2 separate regions of the Pan troglodytes genome follow, and region 1 is linked to region 2. A link is a contact called in public Hi-C data. All regions are on one chromosome and are shown on one strand. The core of a region is the stretch at or near the end of the contact, and the rest is flanking DNA. Distances in the headings are between cores, read along the strand shown.

The links. Hi-C and Micro-C count contacts between places; a contact is called where the count stands out from the background.
Region 1: a Hi-C map of stem cell-derived neural progenitor cells shows a contact between it and region 2, with 2.3 times the contacts expected there. The contact joins two enhancer-like sites. A contact is called at or near these places in 1 of 7 Hi-C or Micro-C datasets (stem cell-derived neural progenitor cells) and 1 of 1 datasets of contacts at active chromatin or transcription factors (stem cell-derived excitatory neurons).

What each region holds. Positions count from the first base shown.
Region 1 is chr23:33,334,205-33,340,271 of NHGRI_mPanTro3-v2.0_pri, reverse strand. The region is part of intron 1 of LIMK2 (LIM domain kinase 2); the gene reads right to left. Among named protein-coding and RNA genes, the nearest start is that of LIMK2, 6.2 kb to the right of the region's middle. Within about 2 kb of position 2,596, at least 2 of the 24 cell types and tissues checked have an H3K27ac peak or open chromatin away from gene starts, as enhancers often do. A contact at or near this core is called in stem cell-derived neural progenitor cells, where this site is marked.
Region 2 is chr23:33,066,071-33,072,934 of NHGRI_mPanTro3-v2.0_pri, reverse strand. MORC2 (MORC family CW-type zinc finger 2) reads left to right here. Exons shown (of 26, transcript XM_016938972.4): 4 at 1,862-1,930; 5 at 2,472-2,562; 6 at 5,874-5,982. Among named protein-coding and RNA genes, the nearest start is that of TUG1, 20 kb to the left of the region's middle. Within about 2 kb of position 4,949, at least 8 of the 24 cell types and tissues checked have an H3K27ac peak or open chromatin away from gene starts, as enhancers often do. A contact at or near this core is called in stem cell-derived neural progenitor cells, where this site is marked.

The sequences.
Region 1 (6,067 bases), core at 1,347-3,846, 270 kb before region 2:
AGGATGAATACAAATTAACGGGGCAAAAAAGGGGTGAAGGAAGGCTAACACTGGAGAGGGGGGACATGTGCGAAGGCCCTGGGGCAGGAACAAAAACTTCTCACACATCATTAAAGTTGGCTTTTGCTACCTCCAAAGGGCTAGCAAACCATGTCTGGCCCCTGGTCTGCTACAATCCTTCAATAAACAATTACTGAAAGAGCAAATGGTCCTTACAATGTGGTCCCAAAGGACCCTTCTCTCTCACCATTCCTTACAAAAGAATGCTCTAGTTACATTTTGACCTATTTTCTATTCCTGCCACTTTTATTCATGTACTTGCATCCTGACATTCACACCTCCAGTTATTCTCTATGTATAAGCTTCTCTATCTTTTCCCTTAATCAAAAAAAAATTTTTTTTTTTTGAAACAGAGTTTTGCTTTTGTTGCCCAGGCTGGAGTGCAATGGCACAATCTCGGCTCACCACAACCTCCGCCTCCCGAGTTCAAGTGATTCTCCTGCCTCAGCCTCCCGAGTATAGCTGGGATTATGGGCATGCGCCACCACGCCCGGCTAATTTTGTATTTTTAGTAGAGACGGAGTTTCTCCATGTTGGTCAGGCTGGTCTCAAACTCCCAACCTCAGGTGGTCTGCCCACCTCGGCCTCCCAAAGTGCTGGGATTACAGGCGTGAGCCACTGCTCCCGGCCCCTTAATCAAATTTCTATCCTTTCTTTAAAGTTCCCTAAAATCAGGCAGTGTTTGTTTCATTTTGTCTATACCTATTTTACATAATTTGTTATTTAATTACAGTTCACTGCATATGTTTCTCTCTCCTTCAGTCCCTCTCTCTCCACTCTCCTCCCCCATACCCCATTCAGAGAACTAAGGTGTAAGAATTGTATCTTTATTATGTTCTTATCTCCAGGGCCTAACCTTGGGCCTGGTGCAAAACAGACATTCCTTTGTGTGGTGAACCCAACTGAAAATTTGGATCCAACTGCCAGCTATAAAAGCAATTTCCAAAGATAAGTTCCAAAGGTCAGCACAGATGATTCCACTGGAATAACTGTTCTGGCTCCCAGATTACCTATGAGTAGTCTCATGTGGATAAACCTGGCCTCAGTTTACCTGTTATGCATTCACACTGCTTTTCTGTTAGGAAGTACCTGAGCAAAGATATTCACCCAAAGCACACAGCCTCCTACGCCCAGACCCTCTTCAAGAGAACACTCTTGACTTCTTTAGCTCTCTTACAGTCTTAAAAATTCATTGATCTATTCTCTTACCACCTTTATTCTAGGAAATGTAAAAGAAATGTAATACTGTAATGCAAAGTCTTAGGGATTTCTGTGAAGCCTAGTGGAGGATCAATCCAAAGTCCAGTCAGCCTGGGAAGTTCTTTCTTAAGAAAATATCTCATTGTACCAGGCTGTTCATTCTCTCCCTCTATAGTGTTTACCTCTCATATTTGCAGACTTATCAACAGTGGCTACTGATTGTTAAGAGTCCAGAAAAGGGCCGGGCGCGGTGGCTCACGCCTGTAATCCCAGCACTTTGGGAGGCCGAGGCGGGTGGATCACGAGGTCAAGAGATCGAGGCCATCCTGGCTAACACGGTGAAACCCTATCTCTACTAAAAAATACAAAAAATTAGCCGGGCATGGTGATGGGCGCCTGTAGTCCCAGCTACTCGGGAGGCTGAAGCAGGAGAATGGCATGAACCCGGGAGGTAGAGCTTGCAGTGAGCCGAGATCGTGCCACTGCGCTCCAGTCTGGGCGACAGAGCCAGACTCTGTCTCAAAAAATAAAATAAAAAAAAGAAGAGTCCAGAAAAGGAGCTTGATTTAAGTAAATGTTCACAGTACCCTCAAACAATAAAGGACCCTTATTAGGTGTTTAATAAACAGAAAACTGTGTTTTCAGTTATTATTGGAATTTGTTGCTTTTAATAAGTGCAACTGTGCAACGTAAGGTGAGCACTGCAACAAATGTCTCATTATAGGGGTTCTCACCTTTAAGACCTTTTCAATCTTGGTATAAAATACATTCACTTTACATTCACTTTATGAATGCTTCTCTCTCCCAACTTAATTAGCAATGTGGCCCTCAAACAAATGTGAATCCACTGGGGCAGGCGCCAAAAAAAAAAAAAAGAAGGAAAATAGACTTGCCTAACCATCACAAAGCTACTGAAAGATGGTCCAGGAGGGACTCAAACCCATGCTCAGAGACTACCATGCCAGTCATATTTTTAATACCCTATGCAGCCTCAGACAAGTTGAGACTTGCTCAAGAACACACAGCTATTCAGTGGAAGGGCTTGGCCTGGTATCCCAGCTCAGAGCCAATGCAGTCCCTACAATGTTCACCTTAAATTTGGTCTAAGAGCTTGGTTTCTGCAAATGAGTCCTTTTTAGGCTTCAAAATGGTGAGAAATCCTCAAGCACTGAGAGCTCATGAGACTCTAATGCCTAGCTTAAATCAACATCCTATCCTTTCATTTAAAAAAATCTTTGAAGCTTCTCACGTTCCACCAGACAATGAGAACCAGGAACAAAACTCAGCCAATTCAGTGCAGCATAAAACAAGTATGGTAACCCCTGGGCCCCTTGGGAACTGGCGGGTCAGGTGTATAAATCCCACTTGTTCTGGGACAAAGCAGAAAGCAGAAGGGCAGGGCAGCAGCTGCTGGGGAAAAGCCAAGAGAAAAAGATCACATTTTAATGAAGTGACTATCAAAAAGACTAACAGTAAGGATTAACATTCCTCTAGATACTCTCCCTGTAACCCAAAGGGTTTTCTTCCTCAGTAGCTTACCAAATTTTACCAAAAGGAGTGTCTCAGGAAAAAAAAAGATTAGATGACTTTTAAAAGAGCTTTTGAGCTTCTCTAAACCTTAGATTGTTCTTTTGTAAAAGGAGGGATCAAGTGATTTCTTCCAGCTCTGAGAGACTGACACCAAACCAAGGGCCTCTCCTTTTTCAGGTTAAGGCACAGACACAGGTATCTCAGAAAGTTTCCTTCTTGCTGTTATTCTCTTCTTCCCTTCTTTGGTTTATTTGGAAAAATTTGTGAGGGGTAAATATATGTGTGTTTGAAACCTGAATCTGTCACTGTTTGCCTCTGTGTCCTTGGGCAAATTATTTGACCTCTCTGAGCTTGTCTCCTAATCTTTAAAAAGAGGATAATACCACCTGCTTTACAGGATTACCAAGTGGATTAATAGAAATAATGTAATAGATGTGAAAATATCTCCCATGGTGCCAGGCACTTAGTTGGACCGATTTGTGACTAACTTCTCTTCCTTCCTGCGTGTGTATCTAGGAAGTTGGCTGGGGAAAAGGTTAAGCTGAATACAGAAACTTCTAAAATCTGAAGGGAAGGTTTTCAAAACAAACTCAGCAAACTTTTTTCTATGTGCCCATGTACAAGGCACAGAGTAGGCCAGGAATTACTGGGGCCCTTGGTGTGTACTCATGGGGTGTGAAGGACATGGATATACACAGAAATAACATGTCAGAGAGGGACAAACCAGGTGCTACAGGCAAGGCAAGCTCAGTACATTAACAAAATACACTGCAGTGACAAATGAGACAGATGGTTCTTATGTCTTTCAGGCCACCCAGACTGCAACTTCCAACCAGAAGTTCATTCAACTGTGAATGAGTAGGCATTTTCCTATCTATGGAAGGCCTATAAAAATATCTTTATCAGAGAACTGGTTAACCAATTGATATATTCTCATACAGCAGTTCTCTGCCAGTTGTCAATGACAGAGGAAAAAAACTACTTTATGCCAGGCAATGTCCTAAGCACTACGCAAGTATGAGCTAACTGAATACAAAGATCCCATGAGATCAGGACTAGTCTTAAAGAACTATTATTGTTCTCATTTTACGGAAGAGGAAACTGAAATACTCAGCTAATAAATGTTTGAGCTGGGATTAGACCACAGGTCTAGTCTCCAAAGCCTGTCTTTTTTTTTTCTGAGACGGAGTCTCGCTCTGTCACCCAGGCTGGAGTGCGGTGGTGCAACCTCGGCTCACTGCAACCTCTGCCTCCCAGGTTCAAGCAATTCTCTGCCTCAGCCTCCCGAGTAGCTGGGATTACAGGCACCTGCCCCCGTGCCCGGCTAATTTTTGTATTTTAGTAGAGATGGGGTTTCACCATCTTGGCCAGACTGTTTTGAACTCCTGACCTTGTGATCCACCCACCTCAACCTCCCAAAGTGCTGGGATTGCAGGCGTGAGCCACTGCACCTGGCTCAAAGCCTGTCTTTAACTACATTTTAGACTTTCTTTCCTGGACAAAACAAATTACAGGCAGAAAGACATGATAAAAAAGAATCCCAGAAAGAATGTTCAAGGAACACTTTAATGAAACCAGGCATTGGTTTCATGTTCTAGTTACTATTCAATGTAAATTAATAGGTAAAATAGTCTAATTCTTTCTACTATATAAAAATAGATCAAGGATGAGAAAGAAGGTAGACTTGTAAGAGACTGCTACAGTTTTAGGTCCTCTCATTGAAATGAGATGTGTGTGATGGTGGGCCCTATTAGCCCCGCTCAAGGTTACACAAACAAGAAGGCAGCCCTGTTCTGGGAATCAGCTCAGCCTCCAGAAGATGCAGAAAATCCACCATGAATGTGGAAAGCCTAATACAGCCCCTTGATCATGATGGATTTTTATTTAGTTTTGAAATCTTGTGGTCATTTTGGACCCTACCCTGCTCCATCACATATCCAGGACCATCCAAGTCACCCTGGCCTGCCTACGTCAGGAGGCATCTTTTATTGGTTGGTGCCTTCTTCATTGCTACCACTAAGACCTCATCTCAGGGCCCACTATACCCACCTCCAGATTGGTGGCCCTGTGCCCACATCATGAGTCTTCCTTTCTCTAAACCTACGGTGCCTACTGTAGACTAGAAACTTCCAAAATCCTCAGCCTGGCATTAAACCCTCTAGTCCGGTTGCACCCACATTCTCAGCTGTACCTTCCACTTCCTATGAATCTTCCACCTCCCAATCCTTGCCTCTACCACACGTATTTGCTACCCTTTATGAAGACCTGAAACTTGCCTACTTTTGTCTCCTACTCCCAAAGTTTCTTCCCTACTAAGATATCATCTTCCCCACCTTCTTTAAGCCTATTTAAGATTTCTCAAATCTTACCCACTTCAAGAAGTATTCCCTAACCAAAACTGATGGCCACCCTGGATACCCTGCTATTCTTTAAACATGCCAAACACATTCCCTGACAACTCACTTCTTCTATCCCCTTACCCTACTTCACTTCTCTTCAATGGATTTATCCCTGAATATGATGTTCATACATTTACTTGCTGTCTATCTCTCCCCACCAGAACATACACTACATGAGGGAAGGGATTTGGTCTATCTTGTTCCTTGCTGTATCCCTAGGGGCCAAAAGAGTTTAGCACATAGCAGGAACTCAATATATATTTGTGAAATAAATGTATGAAGAGAATTCTCCCTCATCTTTGAAATTCTATAATGTTATCATATGCAAGCCTTATAACAGCTTGTCTTATCAATTTTTTTCTTTTTTTTAAGAGACGGGGATCTTGCTATGTAGCCCAGGCTGGAGTGCGGTGGCTTTTCATAGGCGCAATCCCACTACTGATCAGCATGGCAGTTTTGTTTTTTGCCTTAATTACCTTAACTAGACAGTAAGTTTCTCAGAGGCACAAACTATATATAACTCATTTCCACAAATACTTATTAAGGGCTTACCATGTGCCAGACCCTGTACGTCTTAAGCAGCCTGGAATACTGGAAAGAACACTGCAGAAGTCCTACCTTGGTTCTGGCTCTACCACTAGTTGAGTGACCCTGGACAACTCCGTTTTTTTTCCCTGAGCCTCAGTTTCTTCATAGGTAAAACAAGGAGACTATACATTATCTCAAAACTCTCTCCTGGCTCTAACACCTGTTAAAATTTATAAGAGGTAAAACTTGGTCCTGCCCAGTGCCACAGACATCACAGGCACTCAGTAAATATTTGATTTGTTGTTGATTCTCCGGTTACACGAGGAATCTGAGGTGTCTCAGAACATGGT
Region 2 (6,864 bases), core at 3,700-6,199:
GCACATTTTGCGGCTGTAGTGTACAGCAAATGGCTCTTGGCTAGGTTTAGAATGCTGCTTTTACCATTCTCTGTACCTGACCCAGTTTGAGTCTCCATATGACACTTGGCTTCCTCCAGATGGAAATTTTGAAGTCTTTTTGGACTTTTATTGTACTTATTCTTGATTGCCACGTCTCATTTGGATTCCCAGACTCTGATTAGAGGCACTGCCACCAGGAGAGATTTTATCTAACCAATAGTACTTCCAGGAAGATCCTCACCCTTGTACTTTGAAGAAGCACTTGTAATTAATGTTCAGCTTCCTGAACACTGAGTGGTACTTGAAAATCTCTGTGGTTTATAGCCTTACGGAAGCTACTCTGGAGGCTGAGGCAGGAGAATCGCTTGAACCTGGGAGGCAGAGGTTGCAGTGAGCCGAGATTGCGCCGTTGCACTCCAGCCTGGGCGACAGAGTGAGACTCCATTTCAAAAAAAAAAAAAATAGCATTTTAATTTACATTAATAAGTCTGTTTAACAGAGGGCAGTCCCTACTCACTTGAATTTTTAGCCTGAAGAAAGGACAAAGAGCATTTAAAACAGATTTCTCAGCTTAGATAGTTGTACAAAATTGGTTAACTGAAGCTCAGGGGAGATTCCAAAATTATCAGGGACCAGGCTCCAGAGCAGCCTTGGGCTTGCCCTTGTAATACCTTACACAGACCTCTTTCCTCTTAGAAATGCTACCTTTATCCCTGTGCCAGTCAGTAGACTGAATAGCATCTATATGGGAAGTTGGCTTGCTTGGCTTGTGTGAGTCTCCTCCCTATACCTCTGCCTTACATCCTTCTCTTCTTCGTGTCTACCAACTTCCTTGATTCCAAGGCTGGTTTCTCTTTTGCTCACCTAGTCCTCATCATTGGGTCAAAAGGCACCTTGGAAGCTAGTATAGCCTGTTTCCATATTTGGGAATCGCTTCTCCATTGACCATGACATGCTTGGACCCAGACCACTTTCAGTTAACCACTTTCAGTTAACCACTTTCTGCTGCAGAAGACAACTGCTGAGAGAAGAGGTTCTTTTCACTAGAATGGCAGCCATAGTTTGTTGTGTTCCTTTTCTGTTGACCAGGAAACCCCACCACAGCTGCTGTGTATCTTATTGTCAAAGGACCATTCCTTCTTCCCATCAGGCAGGTCCAGCTAGGAACAAGGCACCTCCACGTTGTACCTTGTGCCTTCTCACTATTGGGTTGGGGAGCCCTTTCAAGGACCATAGCTAGCAGGGGATATGACAGTAAATGCAGATAGCCCAGAATGCCAGTCAGCCTGGGGATGGTCATGTATAGACACAGTACTTCATCTTTTAGATAGCAGCTTCCACTGCTGTGCCCATACCATGTCTGGTTTCATCACTTTGAAGGATACCCCAGACTTAATTCACAAAGGAGGCATCCTGTTGAGTTTGAGCAGTATTGATAAAGTACAGTGTGTGGTAGTTGGAGTACTTTAGTGCTTGGGGTCTATGGCATAGGGCAGAAGTGATAGTAATCCAGGTGGAGCGAGCAGAAGGATAGGATGATTGAGATATGTGTGAGGTATGTGCATATTCAGTGGTAGTGGGTATGATTAGATGCTGGACCAGATATTCCTGCCTTCAAAGGTTCTCCCAAGCTTTGTCATGATCTAGAAAACATTGGAGAACCTTGGATGGGAATTTGCAACCTCAAGGACCCTGAAGTTTAATTCACACCAGCGTAGAAAGTTTAGGCTTGACCTGACCTTTTTGGACCAAGCTTCACATTGATCTGCCTTCTGATCATAGGCATGTTGCTACCCTCTGGTGGGTAACGGCCCAGTAATAGCAGCTGCTTCTTTTACAGAAAGACGAGAGGACCTTCGAGGAGGATTTATGCTTTGCTTTTTGGATGATGGAGCAGGAATGGATTCAAGTAAGTGATGAGATTATTGTTTTGTGGGGTAGGGGGTGGGGGGGTGCGATGTAACCATTTTTACAAAATACTTATTGTGTGAACTTGTTTTTCTGTTGCCTCCAATGTTATGTCTAGAAGATCCACCTGGGGAGTAAGAAGTCTGTTGCAACATCTCAGGCTTAATTCTACTAATGTATTTGCCAGGTCTTGTCCTAACATGGGAGATAGGATCTGAAAGGCAATCTTAAGTCAATCAGATTACCTGTCTCTTGGCGTTGTATTTATCAGCTTGCACAACATTCTCGAGCTGGACCTACAGATGCCTCTGCTAGCTGTCTTACCACATTCTGGGAATAGAACATAGGTCACAGTGATAGAGGTACCAACAGGCCAGGCAAAGCTGTGCCTCCATGTGCTTCATGGTGGTGAATTTCCTTGGAGAGAGGTTTTCAGCAGATACATACCCCTGCTTGGATTTAACAAGGCTCAGACCTTTGACTTTGAGGACCCTGGGAAAGAAATGCAAACTTTTCACTTTCTCTTGTGTCTGCCCTTTCAGGTGATGCTGCCAGTGTGATCCAGTTTGGGAAGTCGGCCAAGCGAACACCTGAGTCTACTCAGATTGGGCAGTACGGGAATGGGTTAAAATCGTAGGTATATTAGAAGCTTGTCACAGGGCTCAAACAAAATCCAGCAATGCTGTCCTGCTCCTCTTGGATGAAAACTTTCCTTCTCCTTGTCCCTCTATTGACTATAATTCTGGAACTGGAAGAAGTCAGAAAGTGGTGGTTTTTGGAGTAGCTTACCAGCTGTTCCCAGCTGAGTTTACTCCACAGATTGAAAAGTATGAACATCCAAAAACAGGGCAGGAGAGGCTGTACGTTTCTCTTGGCACAGTGCTCTAGAACTGCACCTCTCCTGTTGAAAATTTTTATTTTTACCCTGTAGTCAAGGATGTGAGTGATTCTCTTGTGGTGTTGGGATGTACCTGAGATGATGAAGGGGTCGCCTTACTGTGCAGCAGTGTTCCCTGAGCACCTGCTGCATGTCATGCTTTGTGCCAGGCACTGGGGATCCAGGGTAAGGAAGAGAGATGTGAGCCCTCCGTCCCAGAGGATGCTGAATGTACTGCAAGGCCCTTATAGCAGGGACCTACCTAATGTCTTCAAATCCCATGGGACTTTTTCTTAGCCTTAGTTCCCAGTTGGTTAGTGTTTGGAATGTGTTGTTCTGGTTTTGAGTGAAGCCCCAAGAGAAAGGTTTCTATTTCTGAAATGCTCACTTCCAGCTGTACATACCTTTGGATGGAATAAGATTTAGTGGAATTGGAGTTTGTGCAAATGGAATTGTGAGTCACGTTTCCAGTCTTGTCGTGGAAACGTGTTGTTTTGTTTGAGGGAGGGTGGTGGTTTGATCAGTCAGCAGCATCAGTTGGGCCTTGTGTGCAGTTGTGCTTTGGGTGTATGGAGAAGAAAGAGAGTACTTCTGAAGAAATCAGGACCTGGTATCCGGACTTTGTGATTTGTCTTTCAGGGCAGGAACCAAATGGTAATAACAGACACTTACCATGTGCCAGGCACACGAACGATCTCATTTAATCCTCATGATAGCCCTGTGAGGTTGTAGGTACTATTATTTTCAGATGAAGAAATTGAGGTTTATAAGGGTGAAGTTACTTTCCCAAAGGCATTAAAAATGCCTATGTGTAGAGCGCTAGGGTAGGAACCAGGTCTTTCTGACTGCAAAATGGAGCTGCTGTGCATTTCACTTAAATGACAAGCTAAGGTTCAAATCTCACTTCCGCTACTACGTCTCTAAGCCTCAGCTTCCTCCTTTGTAAATTGAGATGATAATGCATACCAAGTAGGTTAAGAATTACATGCTATCATTGCTGTGAGAGCCTGGTTTCTGCCTTTATTTCTCCTCCTTTGATGTTTCCATGGCAGATTGCTGGCCTGATTCAGTGGATCTGGGTAGGGGCTAGGAATGTGTTTTTCACAGATGAAATGAATCACCTGTAATCATATGATTCTGATGCAGGTTATCTAAATCCCCCAAACCTGAAGTCTCCTAGAATCAGGGGAAGCCCTGACTTTTCATCTAGATTGTAGATCAGCCTCCTCCTACCTGGTTCTGTCAGTTCTATGGCCTCAGGCAAGCCATTTCATCTCTCTGAATGTCTGTTTCTTAATGACCTCAGGCAAGCCATTTCACCTCCCTGAATGTCTGTTTCTTACTCTAGAAAATGGGGTTCTAATCTCTGACATTTGTAGAGTGAGGTTCAGAAGCAAATGAAATGTGACTCTGAAAGTGGTTAGCAGACTGGGAAGGAAAGCGTATAGAAGTTGAGAGTGTTATTAGCGTATTTCAGTGGAAGACTTTTGTGAAGGTCCCATTGAGATGGAGCCATCTAGTGTTCAGAGTAGACAGTAAAATCATCTTGAAACCAATTCAGAAGTTGAATAAGTTTCAGGAGAAAGTGATTTGTGGGGAGAATAGGGCTGAGAAGCAAGGAAGCCAGTAGAGAAGTGATATTTGGGGCTTTTGCTATTCAAAGGCTAAAGTCAGAATCAAAGACAGAAGGAAGATAGAGGCACAAAGTGAGTGTTTTTGCCAAGTTAGGGCAAGGGCATGCTTTGACAGAAGGCAAGATAACGTGCCTTACTTGCTCCCCATACGCTTTAGGGAAGGAGGAGGAGGTGGTGTGTGAAATTGTCAGGGCAAGGAGCATTGCCAGCACTTTGGGTACTGGAGGAGGAGAACGAGGACTTGGCAGCCCCCAGGGTATCTTTGAGTAGTGTCCTGGGAGTTTTCCTGAGTGTTTGGGGAAATGGGGCATGACATTCATTTGTGTGCTTGGCATGCCAGTCTGGTTTGTATTGGTACACAGAAGAGAGTAATGAGGCTTTCCATCTCCATCATCTCCCTGGGGTGTTATAAAGACTAATGAGATAATAGCTATAAAGCTCCAGAAGCTGCTGGAAGAAAGGAGCTGAACAGCCCCATTGTTCAGAGGGCGGTCCCCCTGCTGGTGCTTCACACGTCTGCCCTGCCCTGCCCTGCCCTGCGTTGCCTGGAAAGGCCTGTCCCTGCCTGCTTCTTAGCCGGCTTAACGTGGCCAAACAGAGGAAGGAAGCAGTTGAATCCATTCAGACTTTTGCCTTTTGGAAATCAGCCTCAAGGCACAGTTCCCAGAAACCAGTTGCATCCAAAAGCAGGGAGCTGCCTGTGTCATAATGAGCTTGAGGTGGCAAAACACTTCTGGGACAGGAGATGGCTGCAGTTATTGGACATGAGCTAATTACAGGCATCCTTGAATCCTGTGGTCAAGAATTATATTTTATTAGCCCCTCTGTATTACTGCGCCTTGGGTTCATACTGATGTTTTTTCGGGCTTGTGAGTATAGGCACTGGGCTTTTCACTTAACAGTGCTGCTGCCGTTTCATCAATGGAGGGGAGTTTGTGTCAGCTGAGGAAGGACACGGTGGGAACTGGGGGTGGTCAGCATGGAAGATGACGTGTTGAGGGTACCAGCTACTAAAGTCTGATGGTGGTACAGTCAGAGGGCACAGCACCTCTCATGCGGCTGGGATGAACCAAGAGCTCAAAGACAGCAGGGTTACTCTTCAGCGTTGTGGGGGGAGTGAGACTAACCTGGGGCTGGTGGTCTGCCATGAGCCCCCCCTAGAAGGGTGGTGAGAGAACCCTGTATGGTGTGGTTGAGAACGTTGTAAGTAAAGACTAAGGAGTTACAGGCCTGTGGAAAAGCAGAGGAAGGAGTGTTGGGGGATGGAGAGGGAACAAGGGTTGTGGAACTCAGCACACAGTCCTGGGACCTGGGGGGGCCTTTAGGAGAGCCCTCCAGCGGCACTTTCAATCATGTCCAGAGTGGATTGATTTCTTTCGCAGATGAGCTTTTGACTCCTGGGAGAATAACACCCATTTCCGTTTCCTTTTCAGGGGCTCAATGCGCATTGGGAAGGATTTTATCCTGTTCACCAAGAAGGAAGACACCATGACCTGCCTCTTCCTGTCTCGCACGTTTCATGAGGAAGAAGGCATTGATGAAGTAGGTCCCATCCTCGTGGTCTGCATCACCAGTCCTCATTTCCTGAGTCTGCCCAGGCGGTTTTCGTAGGTTATTTGCAATGCTAGACTCTTTGGGGTTGCAGGATTGGAGCACATTCCCCCTAATTGTTACGCAGTTAGCTGGCTGGATGAATTGGTTGAGGGGTTAAGGTAGATAACTTTAATGTGAGAGGAAGCAAAATCTCAGAGCACTTCAGAGAACAACTGTTTCCGAGAATGAGACTGTCAAGTGGCAGGAATTAAGAGTTGGATTTGCAGCTCCTCTAGATCTGCCACTTGAATTCCATTTTGGGGGGAGTGTTACCATGGAACATTGTTTTATTGGGGGGAGTATTTTGGGCTTCCCTGATCATGGTGTTTCCTATTTGGTGGTGATTTTGTGGAATGTGCTATGAGCTCATTTTCCTTTTGAAGAAATGTGTTACTCTATGTCAGAAACTATGACTCAGATACCTAGAGAGAGCCTGGGCAGGTAGTAAAGCAGGTGAGTGTATGGAAAACAGGAAAATAGAGCTGATGCTGTGGGTCTCATCTTGGGAGTGGCTGCTACACAGCCCCAGTGATTACTGCTATGCTGGAAGGAAGGACTAATGAATCCAGAATATTCTGAGTTTAAATCATTTTAGTAATTGACTGTGTAAGCTAAACACACATTTGGCCGATTCTCCTTGTGGCTCAGATGTCTGTGGAGCTGTTTCTGGTGAGGTCTATGCCCCCTCATTGTGGGAGATCAGGGCAGCTCTGTGGACTACCCAGCCTCAGACTGGACTCTTATCTCCTTTCCTATGTAAGACATGGAGGCCAGGGCTTGAAAGAAGGGGGGCTAAGAGGTTCTGTGGAAAGAAATCCGCAACTTCCATAG